Linked DNA regions of Sus scrofa: region 2 is linked to region 1. The links are chromatin contacts, called in public HiChIP or PLAC-seq maps. All regions are on one chromosome and are shown on one strand. Each heading gives the region's core, a stretch centred on a gene start, on an enhancer-like site or on the middle of the called end of the contact. The rest is flanking DNA. Distances are from core to core; before and after follow the strand shown. Region 1 holds the start of MTFP1 (mitochondrial fission process protein 1). Region 2 holds the start of PES1 (pescadillo ribosomal biogenesis factor 1).

Region 1 (4,046 bases), core at 427-2,926:
GCACGAGGCCAAAGGCCGGGCCAGCACCGGGCAGAGCCAGGGGCTGGGGGCAGCCAGAGAGCCTCGCAGGCCCCCAGCTCCTCCTTCCACAATGACAGGGTGGGGGTGGGGGGAACAGACCTTGCGGCAATCACAGCTCTCCACTCAATCCCACATTCTGCAAACGAACACCAGGCCTTGGATTGCACAGAACCCGAGAAGGCGGTCCCGCCTGGGCCCTCGTGGGCATTCCCTCCCTTCAGAAACCCAGACCCTGGCCCAGCCTGGGGAGAGGTCTGGCGAAGCAGATGGAGGAGGAAGGGGCAAGGCTGGCGCTGACAGGATGGCCCGAGGCCGCGCGGGAGCCCCAGTCAGACTCTTCAGGACATCCTGACCTTGGTTTACAACGCTCTGTTAGGAAAATTAACCCAATGAATAAAGCAATGTTCAGTGCACGGGGAGTAGCAGTCAGTGACCTCCGCCTCGCTCTTCGCGGTCCCTCAGTCAAACCTCCACTTTAGGAGCCCAGCGTTTACCCGCTACTAAGCGGGGCGCATGTGCAAAAACAGCCCGCTGCTTAAGCGCTTTCTCACGGCGCCGGGATGGCCAGCTTGCCTCCTGATTGGCCCAGGCCGCATCTTCCGCCATTTTTGCTGAGGGCACTAAGTGTACTCCTGACTTCCTTTACCGTCAGAGCGGAGGCTCCGCCCCACTCGGGCTTCTCAGGGCAAGCTAACAAGTGCGGGTTTGGCGAGTCCTTGCAGCGCTTGCGGCAGGCCCGGAGTGGGAGGTTGGCTGAGAAGCAACGGTCACGTGGTGTTAGGGACCGTCTCCCAATTCCGCGCGTGCACTGCCAGTATTTCCGGGGCTAGGGATCAGCTTGGGCTCCGAAACAAGCTTCCTGCCAGATCACCAATGAACTGGCTGCCTTATAAGATCCCACCAAAATAGAGACGCCTGAAAACAGGGCCCACAATAGGGAGTCTAGGATATTTATTTGATGATGAGCGCCTCCTGGATACACTGCATCAGCCCTGTGCTTACTGTTTTGGGTTATTGCAAAGACTCAAGGAAACTACAGCCAGAGCGCTTAGTGTACGCTCAGTATGTATTAGCTACTCATTTTTTTACAGACGTGGCTGACAGTTAATAGGCGGCACAACTGGAATTTGAACCCAGGACTGCCTGTCTTTAAAAGCTGTGTCTTTGTTTGCTGATACCCCAAAGGATTCAGAGTTTCACTCGGGTTCTCAACATACACTCCCTCAGTCTCATTTACTGAGCTTACCTTAAGAGCATGGGAACTAGAGCCTCACAGCCTGGAATCAAATGTCGGCTTCACTACTCAGCAGTCGTAGGACCCGGGAAAGTGACCAATTATTTCTATCTCTATTCCTCATCTGTAAAAGGAGGGTGGGGTTTATGCCTGGCTGAGGGGAGGGTTTAAAGAAGTAAGCCATCTGGAGTCTTTAGCCAACAGTCTGGCTGGCACTAAACTCGATAAATGATGAGTGTAATTCATCCTCGAAACTGCCCCAGGAGTAAACCCATCCTGTTTCCTATCTAACAAATAAAGTGACGTGCAGAGAAGTACAGACTCTTGCTCGAGGTCACACAGCTATGAAGCGTAGCATCCGGTATTTGAACCTGCGTCTCTTTGGCTCCAACACTACAGTCAGTGCTGAGAGAGGATCGCGCAACCGTTCAACCCCAGAGAAAACGTGATGAAAATTAATCTGTAAAACCCAAGCTTGGGAGGGGGGCGCCAGTGCGCGAGGGAATTTGCAGACGCTCCCTGCTGGTGGGGACCGCACGACCTGTCCTTCAGTCTGGGACCTTAAGCCGGTCCCGCAGCCGCAGACAGGAGCGCTAGTGGAAGCCGAGGCGGAAGCGTCATGTCTGAGCCGCCCCCGCGGGGGGCCGAGCGCGACCTTTTCCGGGACACGTGGGTGCGGTACTTGGGTGAGCACGGGGCAAGGGGCACGGCGACCCCCACACCACGTGGCTGGGAAGCAGGGGTTCCCAGACGCCGGTCAGGGACATGGCGAACGTGGGAGGGCTGTAGTTCTCATTCAGCCGGGGCAGAGACTGGGCTCAGAGAGGGTTCTGGACTGGCTCAAGATCACACAGCTTGGCCTGTCCAGCCCGGCCCTCACGGTCTCTGCTGGTCTGTCTCCCAGGTGGAAGCTGCAGCCCAAGTAGGTGGATGGGGATGAGTGGGCTGCCCCCTGTGGAATGACTGGACACTGGCTGTAGTCAGGGCACTTGAACTCTCATCTTGGATCAGTCGCTCTGACTAAGCTTGTTTCTTCCTCAGCAAAAAGGGATGAGCACAAGGTCTCTCTCATTGGGTGGTAGTTGTGAGGGTACAATGAGATAAGGTACAGAAAGGCCTGGCACTTAGCGAGTTCCCCGTCAGAGGGGCTGCCTTTAGTCTCTCTCACTGCCTGTCCCCCCAGCCAGCTCACATGCTTCTAGAACCCAGACTATTAAGGCAAGTAGGCTGTGAGAATGGAGACAGTACTCAGCTCTCCCATAAGGAAAGAGTCCAGGTGAGCATCATGGGTGTCATTTTACAGGTGGGGAAACACTCACAGGAGTAAAGTCACTTTGTCTAAGGTCATCCAGCTACTGCTTAGCAGGCTGAGATAAGAACCATCTCCCTCTAGTGCCCTCTTGTGGAACAACCCAACCGCTCAGGAATTAAATATTCCTCCACCACCAGGCTATGCCAATGAGGTAGGGGAGGCCTTCCGCTCCTTGGTGCCAACAGCTGTTGTGTGGCTGAGCTATGGTGTGTCCAGCTCCTATGTGCTGGCTGATGCCATTGACAAAGGCAAGAAGGCAAGAGATGTAAGTGTTAACCTGCCCCTCAACCCCCACCCCAGTCCACTCCCCTTGTGGTCAGTCTACAGCCTTGCATATGGTTAAGTCCCTTGTGGCACAGTCGAGTCCCCACAGCCTGGCCTGGTGCATTCCACACCACAGTCCTGCTTGCAGGATAGGCACCCCACCCCCAACCGTGCAGGTGACATGATCTATACTGAAGTCCTGTTTGTGCATGAGTCAACCTTCAGCCCAGAACCCAACACTAGTGCGGCTCTGTCCCCACCCACCTTCACTTCCCTCTCCCTGGTCCCTCCCATGCTCCTGTCTACAGAGTTTCCTGCTTCTGCCTCTGCTGGGTTATGTGTCTCTTGTACCTACCAGGTGCCAAGCCCTGAGGCAGGCCGCAGCACCAGGGTGACCGTGGCCGTGGTAGACACCTTTGTGTGGCAGGCTCTGGCCTCTGTGGCATCCCAGGCTTCACTATCAACCGTGTGTGTGCTGCCTCTCTCTACATCCTGGGCACTGCCACCCGCTGGCCTCTGGCTGTCCGCAAGTGGACCACTACTGCACTGGGGCTACTGGCCATCCCCATCATCATCCACCCCATCGACAGGTGGGTGCCCCTCCCTGCTTCAGAAAACTCTACAGGTGAGATAATCTTTGAGAAGTGTGGGGTGTACCCACTTTTCACAGAATAAAAACAGCAGAGGCAGGGCCAGCACTTGGGGCTCCTGAGGTAGAAAGGACAATCTATGTCCTTCTTATGATCTGGCAGGCACTTGGGCAGTAAGGTGGGAGGTGCCTTGAGAGTATGGGACTGAGGACAAGTAAATTCCCAGAAAGAAAATCCAGTGTTAGAAAACAACCATAGGTAGCCAGAAACAGTTGAGTCCTGGAGGGGATGGGTTTGAAGTTTTGGTGACAGAAGCCCAACTGAAACTGGGTTAAATAAAATAGGATTGATTGTCTCATGAAACTAAAAATTCAAAGTTGTATTTCTTTCAGATATGGCTGGATCCAAATACCCAACTGATGTTATTAGGGGTCTGGATCTCTCTGCTGCCCTTCTTCCTACCCTACTCTGTGTTGGCTTCAGTCACTTTCCCTCTGTGGGAGCAGAGATGGCTCCCAGTAGCTTCCAGCTTCCCTCCCACCAGCTTAGCAACCCCCACGGGAAGCTGTTTTTTGTTTTTTGTTTTTTTGGGTTTTTTTTTTTTGCTTTTTAGGGCCACACTTGT
Region 2 (4,046 bases), core at 720-3,219, 100 kb after region 1:
TCTATCTTCTACCTGCCCCCAAGAAGCATGATGCAACCATGTGGTTGTCTGTAATGCTGAGATGCTGCCTTATACTCACATCCCTGTAGCCCTGACAGAGCAACAGTGCACTGGGCCAGGTGCCCTGCAATGCAAAGCAAGAACATCTTTTCCAAATAAGCTCTTCCTCTGGACTAAGAGATCATAGGCCTTGATGGCCAGGTCCAGCTCTAAAGGGATAAACCCGTAGCCTCCTGAGGGGTACGTTTACGAATAACCCCAGAGTCACCAAACACACCCCGCATGCATTTTATTATTAATAAAGTTATCAATTGTTTATTGGGGATCAGGCCCATGCCAAGTCCCAGGGCAATACAAAGATGAGTTTCAGACTGTTTTAGGGAAGTTGCTTTTGTTAAAACTGTTTTCCATTACCCTATGCCACACTGTCACCATTCTTACCCTTTCAAACATTAAGAGGACACTCAAGGAGTTCCCATCATAGCTCAGTGGTTAACAAATCCAACTAGTAACCATGAGGTTGTGAGTTCGATCCCTGGCCTTGCTCAGTGGGTTACAGATCCAGTGTTGCTGTGAGCTGTGGTGCAGGTCACAGACACAGCTCAGATGCCACATTGCTATGCCTGTGGTATAGGTGGCAGCTGTAGCTCCAATTAGACCCCTAGCCTGGGAACCTCCATATGCCACAGGTGTGGCCCTAAAAAGACAAAAAAAAAAAAGAGAATACTCAAAGTTAACTGGGGTGACTTTACTCTCTGGGTGTATTGGGGGTGGATTCAGTATTTGGTGTTGTTGGGTACTACTGGCACCTAGTGGATGAACGGTCAGGAATGCTGCTGAACATCCTACAACACACTAGACAACCCTCCCCACAACAACACAACTAAGTTATGTGGCTCAAAATGTCAAAATGGTTGTGAAATCCCCACTTTAAAAACTGCCATGATTTGTTTACATATTTGCAACTGTTTCTCAAGATGAGATTTTCTCCCTCATATTTTTGTAGTTCCAATGGCTAGCACATAATGAGTGCTGGGTTAAAAACAAATCAGCATTGGAAACTTTCAAGATGAAGAAACATCATCCCCATCCTCATCCCCTCCTCTCCATGCCACCAATGTGATTTTCCATACAGCAACAAAAACAATTCTTTGAAAAATCGATGTCATTCCCCTTTTAGTTGATTCTTACTGCACAGCAAATAAAATCCAATCTCTTCACTGTGAATAACACGGTTTCTGTCCAACCCCAACTACATTAGATGCCATTCTTCCCTTGGTTTACTATACCCCAACTGTCCTGATATCCCTCCCATTCGGTACACACGGCAAGCCTTTTCTACCTAAGGGCCTTGGCACTTAGTTTCCTCTGTCAGGCTTGTTTGTGACCGTTTTCTTTGGTTATTTACTTTAGTGGCTACCTTCCCTACTAGAAAGTGAGCTTGGGAAATGTAGGGACTACATCTGGTTATGCCTCATCCCCAACGTCCAGAAAAAGGCCTGATTCAACAGAAAAGGGAGTAACAAGTTTTTAAAATGATAAACTCAACATAGTGATGAGCTCTGCGCTATGTTCATCACTTTTTCAGTAAACAGTTGTCCTCCGGTTCGGCCTGCTCTGGGATGCATCTTTACTTGGTAACCTCAGCTCTCTTTCACAGCTCTACTGCAGGCTTCTTTCCCGGATTTCACCGAACGAGTAATGCTGTCCTCGCCCATCCTCGGACCCTTTCTGGCTGCTGTCTTCTACCGCGTTGATCAGCCACCTCTGCACCCACAAGGGGCCAAGGCCGGGGAAAGGCGCAGTTCCCGGGCTATATCGCTCCCGTCTCCTACCTCCTGGGTCACCCCTGTGTCCCCACCCCTGCTTCTCGCACATCACCTTCTTCTTCTCCAGGCCGCCCATGGCTCCACGCTGAAAGGTCTACCAGTGCCGAGCGGACAGGTAGCGCCACTTCCTCCCGCATGTGCGCGGTACAGGGCCCCGAGGCCCTCCACGCCGCCTGCCTGTGAGGGCTGCCCAAGGAAGTGCCTGAGCAAGTCTAGGGAAAAAAGGGACTTTTCTCTTTTATATTTACAACTAAACTCCATGAAAAAAATCACTAAGACCGCTCTTCTGGATCTTTCCCATTTATTGCCTAATACAGACATATTTAATGTTTGATTGAAGGCGGATATTCAGGCATTTCTATAGTCATCCTGATGACGAACGCTTGCCGTTTCAGCCCCGTTGCATTTTGGGATGGAAGGCGGCGGAAGGCCTAGAGGCAGCGCAGCGCCTTCTGGGATGCATAGGGGAGTCTCTCTTCTGGGAGCAGCGGCAAGAATTGCGTTGTCATAGTAACAGTAGGCGTCGAAACTTGTCTTGCCTGAGAAGCCACCTCGGAGGTAAGTGGAGCGACTTTCGCTTCTCCTGTGGCCATTGGTTTTTCCTTTGGTTAGTTCGCTATTATCGGTGTAAATAAAGCAAAAGCAAACTTTTTCCTCTCAGAGGTAGAGAGACCCAAGAGGCCACTTAAACTTTCTGAGCCTTAGGAGAGAGTTGAAAAATGACGAAAGCACAGTTGGAACTGGTGCTATATTTTAAATGTACATTTAACATGTTTTAGTTTTTAATATGTATATACAAATTCCGTATTGTGTTCTTTAAAGGGTAATTACAAGATTTATACAAATATTCACACGAGTGTGATGTGGTCTGGGGAGTAGATGAAATTTGCAAAGTTAGATGTTTTCTTCCTTCAGGCCGCTAAACTCCATTTGGAGATTGCCTCAAAATTTTAAATTTGAAGAGTTCCCATTGTGGCGCAGCGGAAACGAATCCTAGTAGTATCCATGAGGATGCGGTTTCGATCCTGGACTCGCTCAGTGGGTCAGGGATCCAGCGTTGCGTCATGCTGTGGTGTAGGTCGCAGACCCGGCTCGGATCCTGCATTGCTGTGGCTGTGGTGTAGGCGGGCAGATGTGGCTCGATTCTTTCCCCAGCTGGGGAACTTCCATATGCAGCACATACAGCCCTAAAATGCAAAAAATAAAAAAATTAAAATTTGAGGCCCTTGTGAATGTGACCTGACCTAAAGTCATGGTCATTAACTCACCCTTTAGAGGTAAATACAGATATCAAGCACTGACCAATACTTGTTTTGAAAAATGTGTGTTTTATTATGTACTTTCCATGATAGCTAAAATAAAAACTTAATGATTCAGAGTTCCCTCTGGCGCATTGGGAGGCTGGGATGCAGGTTTGATCCCCAGCCCGTCATGGTGGGTTGAGGCTTCCGAGTCGCTGCAGTTGCAGCATAGGTCTCAACTGCAGCTTGGATCACTGATCCCTGGCCGGGAACTCCACAAACCATAGGGTGGCCAAAAAAAAAAAAAAAAAGAAAAGAAAAAAAGCCTAGTGCCTCTACAAACAACGAAAAATGAAATATAATGAAAAATGGGTAGGGGAAGGTGAGCTAGCAAAGACTTTGAAGGAACTTGACAGAGCGGTGTGAGGAAAAGCAGGGTCATGTGGTTCTCACAGCAAAAGACTAAGGTGTGTTTCAGAAAGGCTCTGAGAACAAAAGGAATGGGGCTGGCAAAGAGAAAGGAGAAAGAGACTGTCCAGGCCAGAGGCAAAAGTTTGGGGCATTTGGGAGCATGTAGGGTGTGACTGTGTAGGAGGAGAAGGATGGACCTGAGAGGACAGTAGTGGCTCGTTAATCAAAGGAACACAGGAGCAAGGCCACTGTCATGGGTGTGTGATCCTGGCAGTGGCCATGGCCCTGTGCTTGAGCCAACGCTGATTCTTAACAATATTTTAACAAGGCACCCTGCACTTGCAAATCATGTAGCTGGTCTACACAGGAAGGGCCTGTTTTGCTCACATTGATTTCGAGGGGGGGTCAGTGGAAAGACACAGATGGAGGTGTCTAGAAAAGAAATTGTACATTGGGTCTGGAGTTCAAAATAGGTACTAGATTTTACAGATGAGGAAACTGAGGTTCTGGGAAGGGAAGGGACTCATCCCAAGGTCACTCAGCTGCTAAGTAGTGGAAAATGGAC

What was found. HiChIP or PLAC-seq counts read pairs in DNA pulled down with a chosen protein or histone mark.
Region 2: a contact with region 1 is called in an H3K27ac HiChIP or PLAC-seq map of alveolar macrophages. The contact joins the promoter of PES1 here to the promoter of MTFP1 in region 1. A contact is called at or near these places in 1 of 5 promoter capture datasets (liver), 4 of 47 Hi-C or Micro-C datasets (brain, heart right ventricle, liver and 1 more) and 1 of 2 datasets of contacts at active chromatin or transcription factors (alveolar macrophages).

The regions. Positions count from the first base shown.
Region 1 is chr14:47,390,902-47,394,947 of Sscrofa11.1, forward strand. MTFP1 (mitochondrial fission process protein 1) reads left to right here and starts at 1,677. Exons shown (of 5, transcript XM_001929262.7): 1 at 1,677-1,941; 2 at 2,705-2,832; 3 at 3,190-3,271; 4 at 3,274-3,421. The coding sequence starts at 1,875. It also overlaps a transcript of SEC14L2 not described here.
Region 2 is chr14:47,494,014-47,498,059 of Sscrofa11.1, forward strand. PES1 (pescadillo ribosomal biogenesis factor 1) reads right to left here and starts at 1,970. Exons shown (of 16, transcript NM_001244432.1): 1 at 1,882-1,970. The coding sequence starts at 1,905. TCN2 (transcobalamin 2) reads left to right here and starts at 2,232. Exons shown (of 11, transcript NM_001244436.1): 1 at 2,232-2,387.